Linked DNA regions of Mus musculus: all the other regions are linked to region 4. A link is a contact called in public ChIA-PET and promoter capture Hi-C data. All regions are on one chromosome and are shown on one strand. Each heading gives the region's core, a stretch centred on a gene start, on an enhancer-like site or on the middle of the called end of the contact. The rest is flanking DNA. Distances are from core to core; before and after follow the strand shown.

Region 1 (4,526 bases), core at 53-2,552, 200 kb after region 4:
GTCTCGAAAGGTGAGGGTGGAGTGGAAATGCCCCCCACATTAACCTCTCAGCATGCATGCATACATGTCACCATACACGTGAATAAAGGGAGGTCTGAAGTTAGGCATGGTGGTATGTGCAAGTGATCCTAGCACTGGGGAGGCTGATGCAGAAGGATCATAAATTTGAGGTAAACGTGGGTTAGAGTCAAGAAGCCAAAATAAAATGGAAGACGTTTTTCCAAAAACAAGTTTTAACATGGTAACTTATAAAATGTAGTTCTGGCAATACTCTAATTACTGCCCAACCCACTGCTTGCTTGCAGAGAACTCAGTAAACAATTCTTAAAAAAAAAAAAAAGTAGGGGAATTAAATTTAATAGTTTACAAACATATGGAATAGTATAATCTGTTGCTGGTGTGTAATAAACCCAAGCGTATCATTCGGCGAGCCCTTCCAGTGGTCACTTAATATGGGCAAGCCCACACCAGAGCAATGAAACCCTCCACAATGAGAATTCCCCACTTAACCATTCCGTTCCTTAAACCTTCCCACTAGCTGGCAGGTATAAATTCTAAAGCTCGTATTGCTCCCATCTTCTGGGCTTGCTGCCTAACAGAAACCTCCATTTCCACCATTTAAGATTTTATTTCTAACTTCATTAGTATGTCAGGGCCTTCATTAGAGGCAACCAGTTTCTAAGGGAACAGGCCTCGCTCAGGCCTCACTCCTGCCACCTGTGCACAGGCCGGTTAGCCTGTTCTGTTACTCTCTACCACGTTCAGTTTATTTCAAACTGAAGGATGCTGACTAGGGAGATGATGGCTTTGGACGGTGAACTAGCTTGACTGCGCCAGAGGTCCTGAGGTTCAAAGTCTGCAAGCTTCAAAAAAATAAAAAATAAAGGCTATTTTGATTCAGGATGACAAGGGGAGGCAAAGGTAGGAGGGGAGAGTCTGGGGTCATGACAATGGTGAAAGGCGTGTGGGTGAGCGAAGAGCACCCATAAAAGCCTTGGTTCGCGCCCGGAGAGAACACGCTCGCCAGCATCTGCCTTTCGCCGGCCGCAGAGCCCCCAACCCCCGTGAGACACCCAAGATGGCGCCAGGCCCGCGCGGTTAGAGGTCATCGGCACGAGGAAGGGGTAGCCCTCCGCGTGGGGATGCCGGGACCGCGAGGGCTCAGGGACCCGCGTGGGAGCTAGCAAGGTCAGGGCGGCCACGCGTCCTCGCAAGGGGTACTGCTGCGCGCGCCTGCGCGGCACGAAGAGGACGCGAGGCCTCAAGGCCTTACCTGCTCCCAGGGCAGAGAAGACAGAGAGGGGCGGGGGCGCGGGAAGCGCGAGGGAAGGCTCTGCGCATGCGCGGCCGGAGCCAACGAGTCGCTTTTCTCCATGGATAGAGTGGACACAAGCTAGAGGATCGGCCGGGACGCCACAGCTCCCTCTGCCAGGTTGGTGGTGTCTTGGGGGACAAGCACTCCACCTGGCGTCCAACAGGAGAAACTGCAAAAGGAGCCCACCGTGCACGGAAGAGCCGCCAACTCTTGCTGATCTGCAACGTGGTGGAACTGTGGACTGCACAGCATTTTTGGAGTCTTGGACTCGAGTCCCCTTTCCGAGCATGCGCAAAGTTAAGGAAAAAAAAAAAAACCAAAAAACACCCTACCCAGTCTACTCGGAAATTGTTTATAGCATACAGTAGGGATTGGGGTTCAGTGCCTAAAATGTAGCAGGGGAAAATAAAATCACAGAACTCTTGGCTTCTTGTCACCCTCAGGACACTGGCAACGTTGGGTGGGAGATGGGAACTGGCCCAATGCTATTAGCAAAATGCCATGGCAGTTTCTGCTTTAACTTATTTTTATTTTTGTTTTCCCTATCTCGTTGATGAGCAAAGCATGAAAAAAACCCAGCATCTTCGAGTCATAAGACTGGGGGGGTAAACAAGGCCTGATTCTCCCTTTTGTGAGTCCTGGGATCAATTAGGGATAACCGCACCTGTGGCCTGCAGTAGGGGTGCGAAGTCACCCCAGGCGACCAGTTTACCTCCTGTCGGACTTGCTGGGGGGCGAGCTGGAATAAGTAGTCGCCTGCGAGGTGCTCTCCCCAAGCAAGCCCCTACTTTTCTTCACTGCCCTTTCGCCCGTCCCTCCCCCAGTGGCGGTGGGCGGGGGCTTTCCTGCGCTAGTCCTGGAGCAGGCCTTTGTGTACACGCAGGAACGCACGAGCCTAGCAGACGGCTGCAAGGCTGACCCAGCCCCTTAGCCCGGCTGTCCGGTTAGGGTGCTTGGACGCAGCGCGAGAAAGACGGGAAGAGCTCACCAAACCCCCATAAAAAAATAAAAAGAAAGCCGCGGCTGTAAATAAAGGCAAATCCGCCACCCTCTGAGGGGCCGTTTGTCCTCCCCTCCTTGGCCCCGTCCTTCCCGCCACCCCCTCCCGGCCCCCGGCCCCGCGGCGCCCCGGCCCCAAGCTCCTCCATTTAATCGGATTTGGGAGAAGGGGAGGATAAATCACGGCAGCAGCTTTACGGTCCCGGAGGAGAGGCGAGCCGCAGCCAGGCACACCCCGGCCGGCGATAAAAACCGCCGCTGAAAGCCCACGGAGCAATTTCCCGGGACCCCGAGCGACGCCATTACAGGAATGTAATTTTGCCCGGATGAGGCCCCGAGTTTAATTATCCTCGCGGAGGAATTTCAATGCGGCCAATCCATCTTGCAGGCGGGCGGCAGAGGGATTTATATGGGCCCGTTATTTCACACCGATCCTCCATCTGCATTTTTATGGCCCTGAGCTCCTGAAAGGGAGGGAAAGTGTGGGGAGAAATGGAAGAAGAGGGTGGAGGACTCCCCGCCTTTCCTAAACCTTGGATTTCAGCTGGATTAGGATGCTCGCAGGTTCTCCTGAGGTCCCCAAATCTCCCTCCAGTGCCAGTTGTTGACCTGGGCAGGGGCAGAACCGGGATCTTTAGGAAGCAACAGGTATTTTTCCAAGTACTAAGCAGTGTGAGATGCCGTGTGAGAAAAGGCAAACCCGCCACCCTCTGAGGGGCCCAGGCTAGCAGGGCTTAGGAGTTGGTCCCTTGAGGTTCCCTGAACACCCCGCTCCGCCAAAAACTGAATTCTTTGTAGCTCTTAGTTTCATACCCTAAGAGGCACAATCTATAGTTCTTAGGAGCTGCCGCCACCAAATGGTGTTGCAGCTGTTGGTTGCGACAATTTAGAGATCTCGTATATATATCGCTAACAAAATCCCGGAGGAGGATGAATCAGAGAAAGGGCCTGTGAGGAGCTAACCCTGGCTTCTCCTAAAAGTTACTGCAGAGTCTGATAATTCCCTGGCCCGAGTGGTAGGATTTAGTTAGACAAACCTGAGTTCCCAAATCACATGTGACCTTGGGCAAGTTATTTAACCCTTTTAAGTCATTTTTCCCCTCTCCTTTTAAAATTGGGTATAATAACAGCGCTTACCCTGCAGCCTATATTGAGATAATAATGTACATGAAGCTTTTAGCAGAGGGCTTGGTACTCAGTAAAAGTTCAATAATCGCCATAATCATTATCGTTAGTATTATAGTTACGATCACTGCAATTTAATTCTGTCATGCTCCCGTGAGACTGTTTATTGTGAAGGGTCCTTGCACGGTTATCTCCTGAAAGAGATTCAAATATTACAAAACTTTTTCAATCACATAAATCATGCAAAACCAGTTAGTTGACATAGTGATGGGTAATCTGTGAAGCTGAAAATCCTGAGGGCTTCTGCAACAAGGTTTAAAGCAGGAAATTAGACAATAAGAGAGCAGGGGCATGCCAAAAAACTGAATTGAGGCACGTGAGGGAGTGGGGTCTAGGGATATTCTTAACCCTGGGCTTGGGAAGGGTCCTTCTCTCAACAACTAGGGAACCTGCGGTCCTGGGAGGAAAGGGTGTGGAGCGAGAACCATCCCTTCCAATCAGTCCCGGTCTCTTCCGGACCAGGCCATGTAACAAGGTTGGTCTGATTGGCCAGTTTTCCTAATGACTTCTAGTGGCAAATTCTAACTGGTTAGCAGCCTCCCTGCAGTAGAGTGACGGAGAAATGAGATTGATCTTTCCTTTCCTCCGATTGGTTAACAACCCTCAGGGGAACAGAGACCTCTTTTAATTGACCGGTAGGTTAGGAGGAGGTTTGGCATCCCACGTATCGAAATTCCATGAGTTCTTTTCCTCAAAGGTCACCAAGAAAGAATCTTGATTGTCTTGAATATATTTGCCTTTGGCCGGGAGACAGAGTAGTTAAGAGAAGAAAAAAATCAAAATCATACAGGCACAGCTAGCTCTGTTCAATATGAAACCTCAGACAGGAGGATTCACAGGAAGAAACATAAAAGGGACCGACCGAAGGTATAAAAGATGTCAAGTGATGAGATGGAGAAAAGGGAGATGTTGATCAAAGGATACAAAGTTACAGTTTGAAGAAAGACGGTTTAGTAACTTGGCAGTTAACTACATTTAATGTGTTGGATATTTCAAGGCTGCTGAAATAAATTTTAAGGTTTTCTCT
Region 2 (4,584 bases), core at 619-3,118, 210 kb before region 4:
GGGGGCGTCTCCCTGCTGCCCTGCCCGCTCCAGAGCCTGGAACAAAGCCGCTCTTGTCAGTTGCTCTCCACCCGCTGCCCCCCTCCCCTCTGTATAAACACGACCACCTTTTTCCATGACCCCATCTCCAGAATGGGAGGAGAACCCAGGCATCCTCTGCCCTATCCTGAGCCCCAAGCCTGTTCTCCAGGAGACAGCAGTGGACCCAGCTTCCCTGGCTCCGTGCCGTTGTTGGGGGAGTCTAGACCCTTGATTCTCCACCTTGAATCCTCAGGTGCCCTCCCTCTACCCCACTGGCCCCAGGGAGGGGCAGTACCCAGGAGGCAGGCAGGCAATGCCAGTGGAATGTGTGTGGGCATCAGAGGGCACGGGCAGGGTGGGGCCGAGGGGGGAACTGGAGGTGCCAGTTAGGTGGCTTTCTGAGCCAGAGGTGGGGGTGTGCCCCGGGGTTGGGGGGGCGTGTCCTATGCTGCCTACCAGTTCTAAGCCACTGTGTGTGTGTGTGTGTGTGTGTGTGTGTGTGTGTGTGTGTGTGTGTGTTGGGATAACCAAGCTCCGAGCACCCTGGACACACACTCCCCTTGACCCCCTCTAAGTATCCTTACTGACAATGGCTGTGGTCCTCAAACCCTAACTCAGTACCCGAAGAATAACCATAAGGGCAGAAGCCTCAAATTTGAGGAGTAGGATCCCAACTGCCCCGGGTTTAAGCCCTACAAGAGGGAATTATTTGAGCATTTTGTCCTTGAGTTCCCTCCCCGAGACAGACATCCCTGCTGCCCCATCCCCATGACCACCAACTAAGCATATTCTTACCCTCTGGCCTCTGCAGAGAGTCCCTCCTACATACTGGGCCAGGCTGAGGTGAGGGACCTGGTGGAAACTGCTGGAAAGGAAAGAGGCGCTGTCAGTGGCACTCCAGGACAGGGGCTCTCCTGAACCTGTCCGGGCGTTATAACTCTAGCTTTGTTCCACTGGGGCCTCCCCTTGAGAATATTCTAAAAGAGCTCCCCTTCATTGGCTCACTTGTGCAGTAAGGGATAGATCAGAGAGAATCCAGGTTCTGCAGTCCAAACTCCACAGACCACTTTACCCACCTAGACACTTGCTAGAGCTTTCCTAGTCCCCATACAGAGCCCTGCCAATCCACTGGAGAAAGGGTACTTGGACCATCAGATCCACCCTTCAGTATGCCCCCGCCCCACTCCGGTGGAAGAATGCCATCCTTTCCCAGAGGAGGAAAACCCGTCTTCTCTGACATTCCGAGTACAGGAACATTGGTTCGCTTGCCCAAGACTTTCCTAAATGCTCTCCTTCAATACTCACCAAAATCAAGGGCAGACAACCCGGCCCATCCTCAGTCTGTCTAAAAAAAAATCTCCCCTTTCTCTTCCCGGGTCACGACTGACCCCAACTTGGGGCAGGAAGCCTCCGCATAAGCTCGGCTAACAGCTTGGCCACCCCCGGAGGGAAAGGACCCCAAGGCTCCCGACGCCCCCGCCCCTGGCTCATTTCAGCAGAGGAGCCCCGGCGTCCGCGGCCGGAGGGCGGCCAGGCGGGCGAGCCGGCTTCCCCGCCTGACTCACCTGGAGGGGAGGGCGGGGGAAGGAAGGCCGCAGAGCCCCGAGGTCCCGGCGTCGGGCGGTCTCGGGGATGGAGCACCGCGGTGTTAGTGACTCGCGGTAATGGGGGGCTTCAGGGGGGCACGGCTCTAGGCTGGGACAATCCCGGGGCCTCTCGGAGCCCGCCCGCCCACGTGACCGCCCCAAAATATCCGACACATTTTCTCCCAAACCGCACACTGACTCCGCAGGCGGGGACACGGAAAATATTTTCTTTCTTTTTCTCCCTCCCTACCCCCCCCACCTCCCTCCCTGCCTGGCTCCCTCCTCCTCCTCCCGCCCTCGCTCCTCCCTCCCCTGCCGCCTGCCCCTGCCCGGCTCCCTCCTCGGTGCCCTGGGGCTGGGGGGGGTGGTGGCTGGGGGGGGGGAGGACTGGGCGGGGCGGCCCAGGACGCCTGGGTCTCTGCCCCTCCCATTTGCTAGGCTTCCGTGGCTCCATCCCCGGGAGGCCGGGCAGAGCTGGCAGAGGTCAGTGTCCTGGGCTCCATGATGCCAACCCTTTCTCTCTGGCGCTATCCCCCTTCCAGCCATTTGGGGAGACTGAGTTGTCTTTAGCCACGCTGTATTCTGCCAGGCCGGTCTCTGGTACCTCCCAGGGTAGGCAGTGAGAGACTTGGACACTGCCAAGACGTGGAGTGATGGGGCAGGAGTATACCAGAGGAGAAGGCACTGTCCCCTTTTCTTAGTTAACCTCCACCTGCAGGTCAAAGCAGTATCCCTTCCTCTGGCCTTCTCTGTCCTATGGCCTAGGAGCAAACTGGTTTAACTAGTGGGGGTTACGATGAAGGTGCTACGAATTGGGTTCACAGGCTTCCTCCCTCTCATTCTGCCTGAAGTTGACTCCAGGAGTTAAAGCGCGTGGGTCTCTCGCTGCCAATATCGTCCCCACCTTTAGACTTGGATTTAGAGGGGGAGAGGCTGGCTGGGAGGAGGGCTGAAAGAACTTTAGGGAGGAGGGGGGATGGGAGGAGCCTTGCGCTGGGTGTGAGGGAGAAAGCCCAGGCGAGGGTGTGTGTCTGGCTCAGCCAGCGAGGCCTGCCTGGCTGCCTGGTAGATGCGCCACGAATGTTGTTGACGCTGGGTCTCTAGAAGCCCAAAGTCTGTGTCTAATAGGGATATTCTCTGTCTCCAAACAAACCGAGGCTGAAAGGCTCTCGAACCTAGAGAGGGAAGCCAATAGTTTGACTTTATACCACAGAGCACAGAGCCAGAGAAAAGTGAAGTCCTATGCACTCTCACAGGGATGGTCACGACTCCAGAAGAGGAGAAAGCTCATTGGACGGGCTGGGCCAGGCACTAGCCCAAAGGACCATCCTCAGCAACGCTCCCAGAGTGGCCAGCACCTGGGGAATGGGCCCCTGAATCACATCACATTTTCCACTTTGGAATTACTCAGCTCTGGTCTTGCTGTCACCCTAGGGGCCAGGCATCCCCCTCCTGGGAAAGGCTTTTCTGGGTAGCCATTATCAGCTAAAGGAGAAGGGGAAAGAGAGGCTTGCTGTGGCAATCCCAAGAGACCAGAGACGTTGTGGGGGAGGAAGGGGGGGAGCACAGACGAAACTCTGCCTTTCGCTCCAGGGCTGGGAATAGGTACTCCAGGGTCCCGTCCCCAGGTGGCCTGACTGCTGTTGACTTTGCCGGTTACCCTGGGAGCAGCTCTTAGCAGTGTGGGAGGGGTGTGTGTCCGGGAGTTGGACCCTGGCATTCAGGCTGGGGTGGGATAGTGAGCTGCCTGTGTGGCAGGGATCCTGCCAGGAGGCTGCAAAATTAACCCCTCCTGCCCTGCCCTGGTGGTGGCTGGCGGAAGGAGGGGCGGGCCCAGCTGCGGTTTGGGAATGTGGCCCTAATCCCCCTCCCCACCCCACCCCGGCACATCTGTAGTTGGTTTACAGTGAATGAGTCTCCTGTCCTCATGAACCAGGCTTGGGCACCATTCCCTTCCTGCCCAGGCACTGGGACACAGACCCAGGCACCACCCTGCTCAGCTCTCTGCACTGGTTCTTCCCTTCAGGGACTTGACCCAGAGACCAAGCATCGGAACCCTGAGACTGCAGCTTGGGGTAGCAGATAGGGATGGAACAGTTAGTGGGATGAGAGGGGGGACAAATATGGGAGAGCATCCAAGAGGACAATAAGTTTAAAATCCCATTGTTTTCCTGTTCCCTTTGTCTTGATCTGTCCATATGTCTCTGTCTCTGTGGTGGGTGGGTTTGTTCATTTATTATCCATCCTGGTTACTATAACTACTTCCTCGAAACTTCCTCGTTCCTATGACTGGAGGGGGAAGTGTTGGGGGGGGAGAGGTGATGCTGTCCAAGAATACTTGCCAACCCCTCTCATCCAGTAATTGTCTCTGCCCCCTCACCAAACCCAGTCACTGGAGTTGTACACAGAATCAATTAGCCACAACAGACAGGGCCTGGTGGCAGGGGCCTTAATCCCAGCTACTCAGCAGGCTGTAGCATGAGGGCCCTCATGAAAGCAGAGAGCTTCTATACAGCAAAGGAGACTGGTAATCAACCAAGTGGGGAGACAGCCACAGAGCAGCAGGAGAGCCTTTGCCAGCCATGTGTCTAACAAGAGGAATAGCTAGAGAAAGAACTCAACAGTGAACAGGCTGATGAAATGAACAGGCTAGTCTCAAAAGACAAATACAAATGGCCGAGAAACACTGGAAAATATGTTCAACCTCGATAGTAGTCAAAAAAAAAAAAAGCAAATCCAGTGTGCATTGAAATCCCTTCCCACCCCATCGCCTTGGAGCAAGAGAGAGGGCTCAGCAGTAGGACCTGGGTTCAGTTTCCAGCACCTCTGCCATCTTATCATCTCCTTGTGGACCAGGCTTTGGGTGCACATACGTACATACATACAGGTAAGATATTCATGTGCATAAAATTAAGGAAAAAGAGGGCTGGCTAGGTCAGTTCTCAGGTATAGCATTTGACTAGCAATATAAAGTCCT
Region 3 (4,853 bases), core at 1,653-4,152, 240 kb before region 4:
GTGTAGTTAATTGATAGTGAAGAGCATGCACATGCCACAGCATGCTATAGCATGTGTGTGGAGGTAAAGGACATCTTGTGGGACAGGGCATCAGGCTCGACTGTAGGCATCTTTACTCTCTAAGTAAACTTTCCAGTTGCTTTTCTGTTGCTGCTTTGGTGTTGGTGTTTTGGAGACAGGGACCTGGCTGGCCTGAGCCTCACTGTGTAGCCCAGGCTGGGCTTGAACATATGTCTTTGCCCTTTCAGTTTTTTGTTTGTGTGTGTGTGTGTGTGTGTGTGTGTTTGTGTTTGTTTGTTTGTTTTTCAAGACAGAGTTTCTCTTTGTAGCCCTGGTTGTCCTGGAACTCACTCTGTAGACCAGGCTGGCCTAGAACTCTGAAATCTGCCTTCCTCTGCCTCCTGAGTGCTGGGGTTAAAGGTGTGTGCCACCACTGCCCGGCATCTTTGCCCTTTCAAGTGCTAGGATTACAGGTGTGAGTGGCCATACCCAGCCAAATTTCCTGTGGCTGAGAGTTCAGCTGTAGGAAGTCAAAATTTAGTCAATTGGTTAATTTTAAAATTAATCAGGCCCAGCTGGGCATAGTGGTACACAGCTTTAATCCCAGCACCTGAGAGGCAGAAGCCAGCCTGGTCTTGAAATCAGAAATCCGTCTGCCTCTGCCTCCCAAGTGCTGGGATTAAAGAAGTGTGCCATCACTACCCGACTAGAGATTTTTTTTTTTAATGAATAAAAATCAAATAGGCAGTGAGTCAAAAATAAAAGATGTTAGGATGATGCATGCTGTTATACCAATACCTGGAGATAGAGGCCGAAGAACAAGACCAGACTAGACCATATGTCTCAAAAGACATTTTCATTAATCAAAATTAATAATGCTACATTATTCAAGACAATATGGGGACTGGAGAGCTGGCTCAGTGGTTAAGAGCACTGACTGCTCTTCTAGAGGTCCTGAGTTCAATTTCCAGCAACCACATGGTGGCTCACAACCATCTATAAGGGGATATGATGCCTTTTTCTGGTATGTCTGAAGGCAGCAACAGAGTACTAACATATATAAAATAAATAAATCTTTAAAAAAGAGAGAGAGAGTGTGTGTGTGTGGTAGTAACATAAAGCTAAGCATTAGTAAACCAGAACTGGAGCTGCAGAGCCATGTTTGATAGCGCAGGGCGGGTAGAGGTAGGTGGATCTCTGTGAGTTTAAGGCCAGCTTCGTCTACATAAGGAGTTCTAGACCAGCCTGGACTACATAGAGAGATCCCGTAATTCCTTATAAACTCCCTCTGTGTGAGTTAACAAGTAGTTAACCTAAAATGATGGGCGTCACATTCAATTATCTGGGGTCTGATGGATGTCTAGCACAGCATCTGACAAGCATGTTAAAACCCCTCGTTTCCACCTTCGACTTCACCTAAAACCTTCATAGTTTCTTCTCTTTCTTTTAGATTTTAATATTTTTTGGTCGGATTAATTCCTTCTCCTTGATGTGTCTAACGTCACGCGTGCCCCCAGAGCGCAGAAGCATCAGGTCCCTTGCCAATGCAGTGATGGATGGTTGTTAAGCAATATGTGGGTGCTGAGGGGGGCGTCAAACCTGGATCCTTTGCAAGAGCAACAAGTGCTCTTAGCCACCGAATGCTCTCTCCAGTCTCAAAAATGTAATGGTTTCTAATTGCCTACTGTGACTAATCATGACACACACACACACACAAGGAAAGCACATGCAGCCATCACACACGTGCAGATGACTCTCAAGGAACCCTCTGGAAGACTGGCAGTACCCGCCGGCAACACTGGTAAGTAGAGACTGCAGCGTAAGCTCCCTAGGGATTGTGCTATGGTGTTCCCATGGCCACCAGCAGTGTACAAGAGCCTGCTAGCCAGCAACCACAACCCCCTCAGCTTGGGTCCAGACTCAGGTACTGATGCTCTTTACAGGGAGTATGGGGAAGGGTGGGGTACTGAGCCGTTGAACACCCCATCCTGCTCACCACCCCATGTGACCTCAGATGGGTGTAGTACATTACAGAGCTTCTGCTCTCAGGGAGAGGCTGACCCCAGGCTTAACCTCACTGAAACCTCAGACCTGCGTGCTTTGCGCTGTGGTCAGGGAGGCTCGAGACTCTGCAGCACAAAATTTAGTTCTGACTCATCTCATAGATGGGGCTTCACTTCCACTCCCCCCACAAGACAGAGACATCAAGTCCACTCATCTCTCCTAAAGGGGGCTCTGAACTCATACATGACCTCTCCTGCCCCTCTCAATTCTGTCCCTTTCTCCCTTCTTTGGCAATCCATGTATCTTGCCACCTGCTGCCTGTCTCCTTCCATGCACACACGCATGCGTATGTGTGCGTGTGCATGTGTGTGTGTGTGCATGTGTGTGAGCATGCACATGTACAGTGCAAGCCTCAGTAGACCAGGAATGTGGAGTCTGTGGCTAAGGTGCCAAGTGGGAAGACTTCTGGACTGTGCAAAAAACATCAAGTTGCAAAGATAGCAGCCAGGGACAGACAGGAGATGCTGGGAGAAGCACAAGAGTAAGTAAGCCTTAGCTCTCAGAAAACACTCACGTATAGCATCGCAATCTCCTTCCCTCCCTCTGGCTCCACTGGAGAAACAAATGGATGAGCAGCAGGAGGCTGGGATAACCGAGAAAGAAATAGTGGGGACCATAGGAGTGCAGAAGGGGGTTCAGAGCCTTTCTCAAGACTAGACAGAGCACTGGAGAGCCCAGATCACAGAGAGGTAGGGAACAAGTAGGCCTGGGTGAGAGGAGGAGGTGGGTGGGCTGCTGCCCTGAGGGTACTCACAGGTGCTTGAGGAGGAGCAGCCCTTCCTCCGCCGGTGGCAGTGGCAGCCCTTGTGTACAGATGGAGAGGCAGCAGAGGAGGAAGTGACACACCCTGGGGTGGGGGGACTCTTGGAGGGTGGCTGATCTAGCAGAAGGTGGAGCAGATAGGAGTGGGCTGGGTAAAGAAAGGACCTAGGAGTCCCATCTACTAAGCACTGCTCCTGTGCTAAAGAAGTACAAGGAAGGGTCACCAGAACAGCGCCGGATAGTGGCGGTGCCCCCACCCCTGCCCCCACACATGTCACAGACGCAGAGATTGAAGCCCAGACTCTAAAGAGAGATCGACTTTGCAAAATGTCACACAGGTAGCAAGGGGCTGCTGGGCTGTAATCTAAATCCAACTCAGCTTCCTTCCAAAACTCAATGTTCTCTCCAGTATCACAGAGAGGAAGGAGCAGACAGGAAGAAACATGAAGGAAGGTGGTTTCTGTTCCTTTGGAAAACTCAGGGGCCATTGAGTTGTGATGACTGCCTTTCGTGCTAGGTATCCATCTTGGTTCCAATAGCCACTTGTCTTTTGATTTGCCAGGAAAATAAGTTCCCAGTAACCCTGACACACCGGCCTTCACCCACAAGCCTACATCTGTACTTGTTTTGATAGAATCGGTATTTGTCGCTGTTGTTGGTTTTGTTTTGTTTTGTTTTGTTTTCTCTGACATTCTTGTGCAGACATTCTGGACTACTTTGAGGTCCCCTTGACTACTACCTCTTGGCAGAGCAAAACAGCTCTTGGCTTGCATATGCAGATACTCAAGGTCTTGTGGTCTTCATTTTTAAAAATCCTTTCCTCATCCCTTATTCCCCTTTGAGTGGCAGACTCTAATTTGGCTCAGAGATTGCTGTCCTGCTACCAGTATCAATAAATTTAACTAATTATAACCTGGATTGAATCAAGGTCTTTCCCTAGAAGTCTCGACTCCTGAGAGTACCACAGCTAAGCTATTTGGACTCTGAAGCCAACCTGCCTGAGTTAAAATCCTGGCTCTCTCTCCGTTAGCATGAAGTAGTAAAACTCCTTAGCTGTATTCTTTAATCCAGGGTTTCACAACCTGTGTGAGTCACAACCCCATAGGAGTTGAACAACCATTTCACAGGGGTTGCCTAAGACCATCAGAAATATCAGATATTTGCATTACGATTCATAGCAGTGACAAAAATTGCAATTATGACGTAGCAGTGAAAATGACTCTGGTTGGGGTCACCACAGCATGTGGGACTGGATTAAGGACTCGTGACGTTCGGAAGGAGGGGAGAACTTCCTATGGCTGCCATTTTATAGATCACCATAAAAAAATAAGACGGTGTCTATTTAAGAGACCATCTGGTACAGTAAGAAGGGTGTGTGAGGATGCGGCTCAGTGTCAAGATGCTTGCCCAGCTTTCAGGAGGCCTTAGGTTTGGTCTCTATCACTGAGAGAGGCAATAACTGTAGGAGTGAGGAGTCTAAGGGGATAAGAGGTGGAGGCTTTTTCTTTTAGGTTTATTATTTATTAATATATGTAAGTGCACCGTAGCTGTCTTCAGACACACCAGAAGAGGGAGTCAGATCTCATTACGGATGGTTGTGAGCCACCATGTGGTTGCTGGGATTTGAACTCTGGACCTTCGAAAGAACAGTTGGGTGCTCTTACCCACTGAGCCATCTCACCAGCCCGAGGTGGAGGCTTTAAGGGTCTAGACAGTTGGCAAGTTAGAGAGAGGCAGATGGCTAGGTTTGGGGGTGCCACTGGGGGTCCAGGAGCCAGGATAGAGGTGAGTCTGGGAAAGAGTGCAGCTAGAGCAGCCCGGAGTGAAGCTGCTATGTTATGCTATGCTATGCTATGCTATACTATGCTATGCTATGCTATGCTATGCTATGCTATGCTATGCTACGCTATGCTATACTATGTATGCCATGTCATGCCATGCTATGGGGAGAACTGTGTTCTGTAAATACAAATGGGAACTTTCCCTGGACCACAGTGCTGGTAGAGATTCCCTATAGAAAGCAGCGT
Region 4 (5,239 bases), core at 720-3,219:
CACACACCTTTGATCTCAGCATTTGGGAGGCAGAGGCAATTGGATCTTTGAGTGAGTACAGCCAGGGCTCCCCATAGAAACCCTGTCTTAAGAAACAACAACAACAACAACAACAAAATTTATGCATATGTGTATCTGTAGGATAGTTATGTGCACCCGAGGGTGTAAGCACCCTAGCAAGCCAGAAGAGGGCATCAGATCTTTGGAGTTGAATCTTCAGGGAATTGTGAACCCATCTACAGGGAACTGAACTTGGCTCCTTTGTAAGAACAAGTTGTTTTTGTTTGATTTTTGAGAGTGAATCTCACTATGTAGCTCTCAGTGTCCTGAAACTTGCCATGTAGATCAGGCTGACTTCAAAAGATCTGCCTGCCTTTTACCTGCATGTGCCTCGGACTCCTTACAGATGTACCTATTTATTTTGTATGGGTTTTACCTGCCATGTATATATGTGCACCACTTGTGTGCAAGTGCCTGTGGAATCCAGAAGAGGGTGTTGTATCCCATGGAACTGTGAGATCCTATGTCGGTACTGGTGATTGAACACTGAATCTCTGGGAGAACAGTTGGAGAACTATTGAGACATCGTCCCAGTCCTAACAGCCAGTGCGATGGAAAGGGCGTTTGCCATCACGCCTGATGTCCTGAGTCCGATCTTCAGGACCCGCTTGGTTGAAGGAGAAAACTGACTCCTCCTGAAAATCCTCCTTTGACTTCTTCCTGCCTGCTGTGGTGTAAGTACACACACACACACACTCAGTTTGTATACACACATACAAACCGTTTAAAAAAAGGTTTATTGCCTTTTTAAAGACACCAGGATAGTTGTCTTGTGTTGTGTACAAAATTCTGTGTTTTCAAGATGTCTTTTTTTTTTTTTTTTTTTTTTTTTTTTAAGGAGCAACAGGCAACAATAAAGCAGCGTTGCTCTACAGTCCAAGGTGGCCTGAGGTTCACCTTTGTCATCCTTAAGTTCCCCAATGGTATCAGCTTGTATCACACACTGTGCTTGGCCACAGAGTACCTTCTTGTACTGATGTTTAACTTGTTCTTTCGTTCCTATAAATGGATAATTAGACTTAATAAAAAGATTAACCAATTTGGGCAGGAATTCTAGATTATACAGTACTTCTTATATAATAGTGAGATATTCACATGATCAATGTTGTCCTAATACAGTGAAGTTTTAAAGTTACTTTTCTTTCTTTCTTTTTTTTTTTCTTTTCTTTCTTTCTTTTGATTTCTAAAAAGCCCTGTCTGTCCTGGAACTCACTCTGTAGACCAGGGTGGACTCGAACTCAGAGATCTTCCTGACTCTGCCTTTCCAGTGTTGGAATCAAGTTGGGTACCACCACCGTCTGATTTAAGAACATTCTTTTACGTTTTAATTCTTTATTATAATTATTATTGCCTGATTCAGTATCTGGGCTGCAAAATAATGATGTTTTCATTTCTTCTGCACTCACTAAAGTGGATTATTTTTAGAGTAAGCAGTTTGCCTGACACTTTCAGTCTGGCCATTCGTTTTTTATTTTAGACAACTGTTATTTTCCTTTCCCTCCCTCCTATCTTGATCCCAAAGCATTGGCCACCTCTTCGTATTTAGGCCTGAGCTTTCCAGTTCTTCCGCTAGAGGCCACTGGTATCCTCCGCGCCTCTGCGCTGCCGCTCTATCTCAGACCTCGCCGCTGGTTACTGGCCGTCTCGCTGGTGCCGACGCTGTCCAAGGAGCCGCTCTAGGCTCCGGGAAGGCGGTCCGCATTGCGTGGGGAAAGTGTGGACGACGCAGTCGACTCGCCGGCCCCCGGGGCGGTTAGCGCTTCCGGGGTCGAAGGGTGCGCGGGGTTGAAAGCGGCCCGCTCCGCCCCGTCCCCCTCCCAGACCAGCAGAGGCAGCAGCCGGAGCAGCCGCAGCCTGCGCCCTCTCCCGCCCGCCCGCCCTCCGCCCGCCCGCCCGCCCTCCGCCGCCCTCCACCCGCCCCGGGGTCTCTCTCCCCCTTCCTCCTCCTCACCCCCCCCTCCTCCGCCCGCTAGCGGGGCCCCCCTCGCCTTCCCGCCCGCCCCTATTGTTCCGCCCCCGGCCTCCCGCCCTTCCCCTTCCCGCCCGCTCCCCTTTTCCCCTCAGTCGACTCGCGCCTCCAGGTAAGCTTAAAATCTTCTGCTCCGCCGCCGGCAATAGCTTCTTCTTCCACTCGTGACATCCTTCTTGGCGGACTCCGGCCCTATTCTGGAGCCTCGGCCTCTCGTAGACCCGCATGAGCGTCTACTACTTCACTCTGCCTGCCCGGGCATTCACGCGAGGCCCTGGCTCCGGCGCGGCCTAGTAGGCCTCGCGCAGAGCCTGCCCCCTCCCCCCTCCCTCCCGGTGGCGGCTGCGCAGGAGTCAGGGAGGGCGCGCGCGCGGCAGGGGGGGCGGCGGTGGATTTGTTGGTTGAGGGGGGTTGGGGAGGCGATGGCCGGCTTGCTGGCGGGGCGGGTGAGCGCGGCTCCCCGCGGGGGTCAGGCGCTGGCGCAGACACACGAGGAGGCGCTGCTTGTCCGGCCCCTCCCCCTGGGTCGCAGCGCCCCCCCCTGACCGAACCGTTTATTCACCCCCTTTCCCAGTCAAGGGAAAGGGGGGGGGCTTTTTTTTTTTAAGTGGAAAATGCTTGGATGACCCGGGCGGGGGAGGGGAGTGGGGAGCTGCAGAGTTAAAGGGTAGGCGGACTCCCTGTTACCGAGTTACTCTGACGTTCTCTCGGGTAACGAATTTTGAAATTACAAAATGCCTGCCGCTATAAACCAGACCGAGCTATTTATAGAGGGGTAATTGACTGCAGGATTAACAGCTGGATTCCCAGGATGGGGTACACTTAGATTGACCTACTCAGGAGAGGAATTGACAGGTTTCTCAGATTACTTACATGACTTGGAGTTAAAAAAAATACATCTTCGTGCTTTACTTAAGAAATGAATTTGTAGCTAGGTTTTCAGTTTCTTTGCCTTTTGAACTTGTATAACTGTATTTCTAAGGTGATTAATATAACAGTGGGGAAGTGGAACTAACAGTTTTATACTGTATGAGGGGGTGTTAATCTTGCAGACTCAGTGAACAAGCATTGTTTTTCCATAAATGAGATGTTGATTTGTGAGGTTTTTTTTTTTTTGACAGCAATTAACTGTTTTCTGGAAATAGGGAACTGATGTGCTTTAGGGATGCATTTATGTAATCACTTACATCCTGAAGTAACCAGAAGATAGTTTGCATTATATAGAGTGGTGTGACAGTCACTTTAAAGTGCTTTAAACATACTTAAAGTATGGACTTGGGATTCAGAGTTTGGAGGCCAGCCTGGTGTTAATAGTTACATTCAGTACTGGGCAACATAGTGAGGCCCTGTCTCAAAAAAACAAAACAAAAAACCCAACAGTATGTGTATTGTGTGTGTTTATGGCAAAGTGAAAACTGACTGGTTTTATGAAGGGACAAAATTAGTTGTAGGAGGAGAGAAATCATTGATACTGATTTGAAGGGATGAATACTTGCCATGCTATTGGAGAAATTTCAGGGCTTGAGACTCTTGGAACTGTCAGTGTTTGGTGTTAAAGTATTAAAAACAAAAATATCAAAAACCAAATTCTTTGTCTACATAAGTAGTTATTTCAAAGTTGTTTCAGAGGATGAGTAAAAAGGGGCCATCTTGGCAATCTTTCATCAATCAAAGCAAATATGAAGTAAAATTTTAGTACTTTTTCTATTGTATTTGGAAGAAAATTTGGGACTAAAAAGACTTAATTGTGTGATAGTGAAAGTTAAAACAAAAGCACAAGAGAATTTTCTCAAGTGATTAGAGGAAGAATGGGAGCAAAGAACTGAGACGTACAGGATTAAATTTCAAAGGATCATGGAACCCAAAGTTGTGAAGTGTATCTTGAATACTTTTTTCTGTGAGACTCATGAGTGTAGTTATTTTTCTTGTTATTTTGTGATTGTCCCACTGTGTAGTTCTAGCAGCTGCACTTGTTTCTCAATAGGTTGTCCAAGGTAGCCTTGAACTTAAAACAATCCTGTCAAAACTTCCAAAGTGCTGAGATTATACAGAAATGTACCCTTATCCACACATCTAAACTAAAACATTTCAAAATCATTTATCATTCATCAACCTTTGAGATAAGTATATCTAAATTTTAGAAATTTCTATACTAAGTACATTTACATATATAGTCTGTTCACTTCTAACTGCTGTCCAGTAGAAAGCAGGTTGAATTTGTCCTCACTGTAGTTAAAAGTTTGCCCAGCTGTTACTGAGTCCTTTTAAAACTTCCTCAGCTGAAGGACAACTTTTTGCACTTAAGCAATTCACTTAGAACCATTACCAGTGGAATGGTCGGATCTTTCTCATCTCAAGCATCAGTGGAAAGCCTATCATTAATGAGCAAACTGGAAACAAAACCTGATCTGTAAGTGTAAAAGAGTTGTGCTGGGAGTGTTTACAAGTCTGATAGGCTAACACTTTTAAAGAGTCAATTAGATAAGACTGAAAATGGCAAAGTGAAAATAACTGGAAAGGAATTACTCTTTATTTTTCCCCTCTTATTTTGGTCATGCTTACATTTCAGTTTTTGGCTTTCACTCTTCACCAGTGACCAAAGACTTGACCACTCAAAGTCCAGCTCCCTGTAACTGCTAGACATGGACACCGGTGTGATTGAAGGTGGATTAAATGTCACTCTCACCATCAGGCTACTTATGCATGGAAAGGTAGGCACCAGCTTGGAAAATTGGGTCATAGTAACTGCTACGGGAGGGGCCAGGAAAAGCAGACAAGCATCTTGGAGCTCATCAGATTAGCACTGTGGACATCTGGCTTTAGCACTCTTTTCTAGTGGAGTGTGGTGGGAAAATGGACAGCTTTTACTAGGAAGCCTAAGAGAGCAAGAAAGACTTAACAAGTGGCTAGAGCCAAAAAGCAGACATAGCTGCTTGGTGAGGCATTTTGATGTATGTTACGGTTACTTAATTTTAGAAAGAAGATTTTGTTTTGGATTTTCAGTGGTACTGGAGATTGAACTCAGGGTATCTAGGCAAATACCATTAAACTAACCCAGGCCTCTACATATTATACAAAGTTGTGGATTTTTTTTTTTTTAACTTTATTGGATAGTTTCTTTTTATTTATTTACATTTCAAATGTTATCCCCTTTCCTGGTTTTCCCTCTGAAAATCCCCTTCCCCTCCCCCCTCCCCCTGCTCACCAACC
Region 5 (5,239 bases), core at 1,682-4,181, 150 kb after region 4:
TAACAGGGTTCACACATGCTAAGCAAGCATTCTTCCTACTCAGCTACATATCTAGACCCCAATATCCATCTTTTGGTCAGGTGGGAATACTGCCCAAGAGAGGAGAAACAAGCATTGTACTTAAGAATTTTCAAGTTAAAGCCATCACAAGTTTTAGATTGGAAGATCAAAACAAGGGACTTTGTTCTCTCACTGATTTTTTTTTTTTGGATGGGGGAGGGGAAGACTACTGCCTAGAAAATTTGCTACTGTTCAGTAGCAAATGCTCCCAGTTGAAACCCAATTCAGTAGCTAATAGTAAAGGTTTGGTAGTTGATCAGTCTCAGTGTTTATATAGGGACAATTTCTAGCCAAGGAGAAACACTTCAACTGGCTGCTGAAGAACAGGGGTTAATACAAAACCACATGATCTGTGTTTTTTCTTTAGTAGTACTTCAATTCTCAAAAATAAAAGAGGTAGGGTTATAACTCACTGGTAGAATGCTCTCCTGGCATGCACAAGCTCTAACTTAAGTACCACTATAAATCCCTACAACACACACACTCACACACTCATGCATGCACAAATGCCAAAAGGTGGTGGTGGGGGGCGGTAGAAGGAATATAACCTATGCAAAGAAAGTTATTAATTAGCTGTTTGAGTCTTAACTCACTATTAAGTGATATACAACTACTAAACAAAGGGCAATGTCCTGTCCCTTTTCTGTACAGAATTAAGAACAAACTGGTAAGACTACTTCGTATGGCTGCCAACCTTTTCTTTAGCTTCTTTTCTTACAGTCATGTTGAGTTTCGCAATAGCTTCCACTTACTTTACATCCCCCATGCTTAAAAACAAATTGTGTTTGAGTTCCTCAACCCTTGTCCTAAAATACTATGATAGCTCTTTTTTGTAAATCTGGATGCAAAGAAAACATGAGAAAATGTTCAATTTCCTGAACTATGAGTCTATTTCACTCACACCACTCAAAATATAAAAAGTGGACTGGGGATAAAGCTCAATGGGTACAGTGCATGCACAAAGCCCTAGGTTCAATCCCCAGCGCCACATAAACTGATAAACTGGGCATGGAAGCGAATGCTTGTATCAACCCTTGGTACGTGGAGATAGAAGGATCAGAAATTTAAAAATGAGTTCAAAGCTAGTATGGGCTACATGACACACTACATAAACCACAGACACACACACACACACACACAAGGGCTAAAGACTGTAGCTCACATGGCAGAGTTCTTACCTACCATGTATAAGACCCTGAGAACCCTAGTACTACATAAACTGGATATGGTGGTACACACCTATTATCCCAGCACTTGGGAGGTGGGTGGAGGATCATGGTCACCCTCAGTTATCTCAGTCTGAGGTGTACTTGGGCTATATGAAACACTGCCCCAATTAATAAACAAGAAAATATACAAGATAATTAAGATTAAGTTCAATCATCCATTAAATAACTCTTAATGAACGAAAGGGAAAATTCACATTTAAGGAAACAAAATTTATTTGTTAGTGTTTAGAGTACCTATAGTTTCTTCAGAAATTATACTGCTGAAAAAATTTTAAACATAGGAAACAAATGAGTTTGCTGAAATTAAAAAAAAAAAAAAACCTGCACATCTCCACAAACCTATACTTCATATGAACCCTGAGAGATATTAAAACACCCTCTGCTAAGCAGAAAACAAAGTTAGGAAAGTAGTAACACGGGAATCTGGGTAGGAGGTGCCCTGGGTAGTAAACACCCCAGTGAGTGCACATAATAAGCATTTCAGAGCAACATAGAAGTCCCAACGGGTCTCCAACTTGGACTGCGAAGTCCCAGGCCCACATCCCTGTGTTCTGAAAGAAATGAAACTTGGAAAGTGGAACACTGGAAAAATGACAATCAGAGTAGCGCCCTACTTTTCTTCTTCTCAACCCCCGGGCCAGCATTTTGGCTGGCTGGTCACCAGTCTGGGTGCCATATCCACCAAAAAACACTAAGCAGTATCCTGGCGGTCTCCCGACTGAAGAAAGAACCAGACTGTATGTCAGTCGCTGTCTCTTCTCCAAATATCCCCCCTTACCCTCTGGATTTCCATATTATCACCGAAGCGATGCCTTCTAGCAACCCAACCCACTCACATGTCCTCCTAAACTCATCCACTTAATCTGTCCAGATCCATACTTTCTGACACCGTGTCTCTTGCTCAGATTCTTCTGAATTCAATCGAAACGCCAGGACCCCCGTTTCCCAATGCTCCACTTCGACCACACAACGCGTGCTTTCACCTGAGCCAGGCTCTCGTCACCCAAACCTACCTCCTGCCTATTTACCTCTGCCTTCTGCAGTGCCAAGCCCTAAACCCACTTTTTGGGAAATCTTTTGAGTCTTCAACCTAGTTTAGCAGTCCTCCTCTATCTTCCACTCCAAGATCCCTCCATTAGACTTCCACTAGACTTCGCTTCCCTCAGGATTCAACCCCCCTTTCCTCGCCACGCCCTGTGCCCCCCGGGGCTACTTACCCCAAGTTCTCCCCACACTTCAGTCCTCTGGCCCCGCCTTCCTCCAAAAGGAAGGAGGCGGGAGAAGAGAAGAGGGCGGCACTCCGCAAGGTAAAGGCGATCTCCCATTAGCGCTCATGGCCGCCAATTGTGGCTTCCTTCTCTCCTATTGGTTGTCTTTAGCCTACGCCCCACCCTCTTCCTCAGACAGGCCTGGCCACCGCCTCAGCGCCCCCGTCCAACAGACTGGGAGGGGAGACCCCGGCCCGGGACGCTGGGACTGGCCAGAGTAGAAGGAGAGACTCCTGTCAGGCCACGGACTAGCTAATGTTAACAGGACTCACCCGCTGGTAGCTCCGGCGCCTCCCGCCCGCCCGCGCTCGGTCCCACAATCTGTCTCCTGCTCCTCCTTTCCCCCCTCAGCGGAGCAGATACTTTCCTCCCGTCCGGCCAGGCGTGTTCACTTCTCGCGAGAAGTGGGGGCGAGGGCGCGACTCGTGGGGCTGAGTTGGACCAGGGCCTAGGGGCGGGGCTTGCTGTGAGCGTGGCTTGAGTGGAAGGTTGGGCGAGCGCTGTACACACGACTCGCACGTGTTCGGCTGCAAAGTGTGGGCAGCGCGGGGAGAGCGGCCCTGGCGTCTAACGCTGCCGATCTGTCTGTAGCTGTGGAGGTCCGAAGGTGAAGCAAAGGCAGGGAGGGACTGAGAGTGTCTCAGGCAGCCCTCGGATAAAGGGGAATTAAGGGAGCGGAGCCAAGAGAGGGACTTCAGTCACCAAGCTGGTCATTAGTTGTGTGGAGGAAGTTAAGCAAGAGTCGATCCGAGCAGGTGACTGCTTGCACTTTCTGCTTTACACTTGACAGCACCTCACTGGCCGAAGCCCCTGCCCGGTGTGTGCTGTGTGTGAGCTACGATGGTAGTGTGAGGAAGTACGTTCAACTCCAGCCTCACCGCGGCGGCGCCCGCCTCTAATCGCCACATGGAGGCAGGCGGATCTCTGTGAGTTCGAGGCCAGCCTGGTCTACATAGCGAATTCCAGGACAGCCAGCGCTATCCTTGTCTCAACAACCCCCCACCCCACCCCCAAAAGACCATGGATGATCACCAGTCTAGCCTTCTGGGCCAGTGGGAAATCCCGCGTTAAACAAACAATAAAAATAAGGGGGATAGCTCTGAGGAACCAAACCTGAAGTTGTCATCTGGTCTCTTGGACAACCCTCCATACCTGTGAACAACACACACACACACACTTACAGAGAGAAAGTAGGACTGTTAGTGTAGCTCAGTGTGAAGCCACAGCACAGTGATTTTTTTTTTTAAAATTTGTATATGTTACCCAGCAAGTATTTTATTGAAATACCAACAGCACATACTACGTCAAAAACAAAAGCACACACAACACTGTCCTGGTCATGTGGAAAATTTCTCTGACAGAATTTTTATTTTACGGTTGAGGGAGAGATAGGTCATAAGTCAATAATTATACTTACTTCAGAAAGTGAAGAGCTTTTCAGGGTAATGAGACCGAAAGCAACTCTAAGAGGGGAAAAACACTATTGCTAGTATTGAGAGAAGTCCTCTTGAGAAAGTTATTTATTTATTTATTTATTTATTTATTTATGAATGAGGCAGGGCTTATTTTGAAGCCAAGCTGTCCTGAAACTCATTTTCCTGTGTCAGCCTCCACCTAAGTACTTGTATTAAGTATGAGCCACTTGTCTGGCCTGAATGTATACCATCTACATACCAGATGCCTACCTGTGGAGGCAAGAAGAGGGCACCAGGTACCCTGAAACTAAAGTTACAAATGGTTGAGACCTGCAGTGTCAGTGCTGGGACTAGAAACAAGGTCTTCTGGAAGAATGGTCTGTCCTCTTTTAACTGCTGAGCCATCTCTTTAGCCTGAGGAGTTGAATTATTAAGAGACAGCCTTGAGACTTTCAGGAGAACATCAAATATAAGAGCTACATTTGAAAAACTTATCCTGAAGAAGAGGCAGGCAGGTCTCTGTGAATTTGAGACCAGTCTGTGATACACATGAACACACACAAATTATGTGGTTAAGATGGTACTTTTTGTGTTTGTGTTACTGTAAATAAAAGCTTAAGAATTGAACAGATTTAAGTAGAGTTGACAAGGGATTCCAGGGATCCCGACAGCTAACTAGTTGTGTTTTCTTCTTTATAACAGTAGCAATATTGTAGCCATAGTCTCTGCCCAGTGTGTGGCTGTATGGGGTAGGGCAGAAGAAGGGGTGAGGTGGGGTGGAGGGGTGGTAATGGGCTCTGTTCCCCCTTTGAAGCTGTTTTCTTCTCTGTTCTAGGCACTGAGCCCAGGGCCTTGTACTCCAGCACTGAGCTAAATATCAACACCTAACACAGTCTTTCTTTTCTTTTCTTTTCTTTTCTTTTCTTTTCTTTTCTTTTCTTTTCTTCTCTTTTCTTTTCTTTTCTCTTCTTTTTTTCTTTTTCTTTTTTTTTTTTTCTTTGTTTGTTTGTTTGAGACAGGGTCTGACTATCTGGGTAACTTAGAATATGTGTTCTAAATGCTTTTCCTCTGTCCAGAGTGCTAGGATTACAGGCATGCTTCACCAGACCTGATTCCCTTCACAGCTTTTTTGTTATTCAGCTTTCTGAACTTCCTGTCAGTGATCTTATCTAACCTCTTGGCATCCTCTCAATGGTGGAAGAATCCAAGGGATTTCTCCCTATATAGCAAAAGTGAAATAAAGAGGGGGTTTTTGTTTTGCTTTGTC

What was found. ChIA-PET counts read pairs in DNA pulled down with a chosen protein or histone mark. Capture Hi-C pulls out chosen DNA fragments and counts their contacts.
Region 1: a contact with region 4 is called in a promoter capture Hi-C map of pancreatic islet. The contact joins the promoter of Atp5g2 here to the promoter of Pcbp2 in region 4. A contact is called at or near these places in 5 of 39 promoter capture datasets (the C10 cell line, cranial neural crest, embryonic stem cells and 2 more), 1 of 15 datasets of contacts at CTCF or cohesin (embryonic stem cells), 28 of 484 Hi-C or Micro-C datasets (the Ba/F3 cell line, CD4 T cells, CD8 T cells and 18 more), 12 of 115 datasets of contacts at active chromatin or transcription factors (the HPC-7 cell line, SST interneurons, effector CD8 T cells and 5 more) and 4 of 9 other capture datasets (adipose tissue, liver, macrophages and 1 more).
Region 2: a contact with region 4 is called in a promoter capture Hi-C map of adipose tissue. The contact joins the promoter of Rarg here to the promoter of Pcbp2 in region 4. A contact is called at or near these places in 13 of 39 promoter capture datasets (the 3T3-L1 cell line, 3T3-L1-derived adipocytes, the C10 cell line and 9 more), 1 of 484 Hi-C or Micro-C datasets (embryonic stem cells), 4 of 115 datasets of contacts at active chromatin or transcription factors (bone marrow-derived macrophages, effector CD8 T cells, embryonic stem cells and 1 more) and 3 of 9 other capture datasets (adipose tissue, liver and pancreatic islet).
Region 3: an RNA polymerase II ChIA-PET map of effector CD8 T cells shows a contact between it and region 4, with 157 read pairs. The contact joins the promoter of Itgb7 here to the promoter of Pcbp2 in region 4. A contact is called at or near these places in 8 of 39 promoter capture datasets (the 3T3-L1 cell line, cranial neural crest, frontonasal cranial neural crest and 4 more), 2 of 484 Hi-C or Micro-C datasets (CD4 T cells and embryonic stem cells), 4 of 115 datasets of contacts at active chromatin or transcription factors (effector CD8 T cells, embryonic stem cells and pancreatic cancer cells) and 3 of 9 other capture datasets (adipose tissue, liver and pancreatic islet).
Region 5: a contact with region 4 is called in an RNA polymerase II ChIA-PET map of effector CD8 T cells, with 39 read pairs. The contact joins the promoter of Atf7 here to the promoter of Pcbp2 in region 4. A contact is called at or near these places in 7 of 39 promoter capture datasets (the C10 cell line, cranial neural crest, frontonasal cranial neural crest and 3 more), 14 of 484 Hi-C or Micro-C datasets (CD4 T cells, CD8 T cells, the G1E-ER4 cell line and 10 more), 4 of 115 datasets of contacts at active chromatin or transcription factors (astrocytes, bone marrow-derived macrophages, effector CD8 T cells and 1 more) and 3 of 9 other capture datasets (adipose tissue, liver and pancreatic islet).

Annotation. Positions count from the first base shown.
Region 1 is chr15:102,669,745-102,674,270 of GRCm38.p6, forward strand. It overlaps Atp5g2 (ATP synthase, H+ transporting, mitochondrial F0 complex, subunit C2 (subunit 9)), which reads right to left and starts at 1,303. Exons shown (of 5, transcript NM_026468.2): 1 at 1,274-1,303. Mir688 (microRNA 688) reads right to left here and starts at 2,122; the gene lies at 2,048-2,122.
Region 2 is chr15:102,255,654-102,260,237 of GRCm38.p6, forward strand. It overlaps Rarg (retinoic acid receptor, gamma), which reads right to left and starts at 1,869. Exons shown (of 10, transcript NM_011244.4): 1 at 1,587-1,869; 2 at 817-886.
Region 3 is chr15:102,229,033-102,233,885 of GRCm38.p6, forward strand. It overlaps Itgb7 (integrin beta 7), which reads right to left and starts at 2,903. Exons shown (of 15, transcript NM_013566.2): 1 at 2,819-2,903.
Region 4 is chr15:102,468,663-102,473,901 of GRCm38.p6, forward strand. Pcbp2 (poly(rC) binding protein 2) reads left to right here and starts at 1,970. Exons shown (of 15, transcript NM_001103165.1): 1 at 1,970-2,141; 2 at 4,599-4,740. The coding sequence starts at 4,672. Gm36331 (a long non-coding RNA gene) reads right to left here and starts at 1,834. Exons shown (of 2, transcript XR_384469.3): 1 at 1,593-1,834; 2 at 779-1,059.
Region 5 is chr15:102,622,533-102,627,771 of GRCm38.p6, forward strand. It overlaps Atf7 (activating transcription factor 7), which reads right to left and starts at 2,932. Exons shown (of 12, transcript NM_001310067.1): 1 at 2,830-2,932.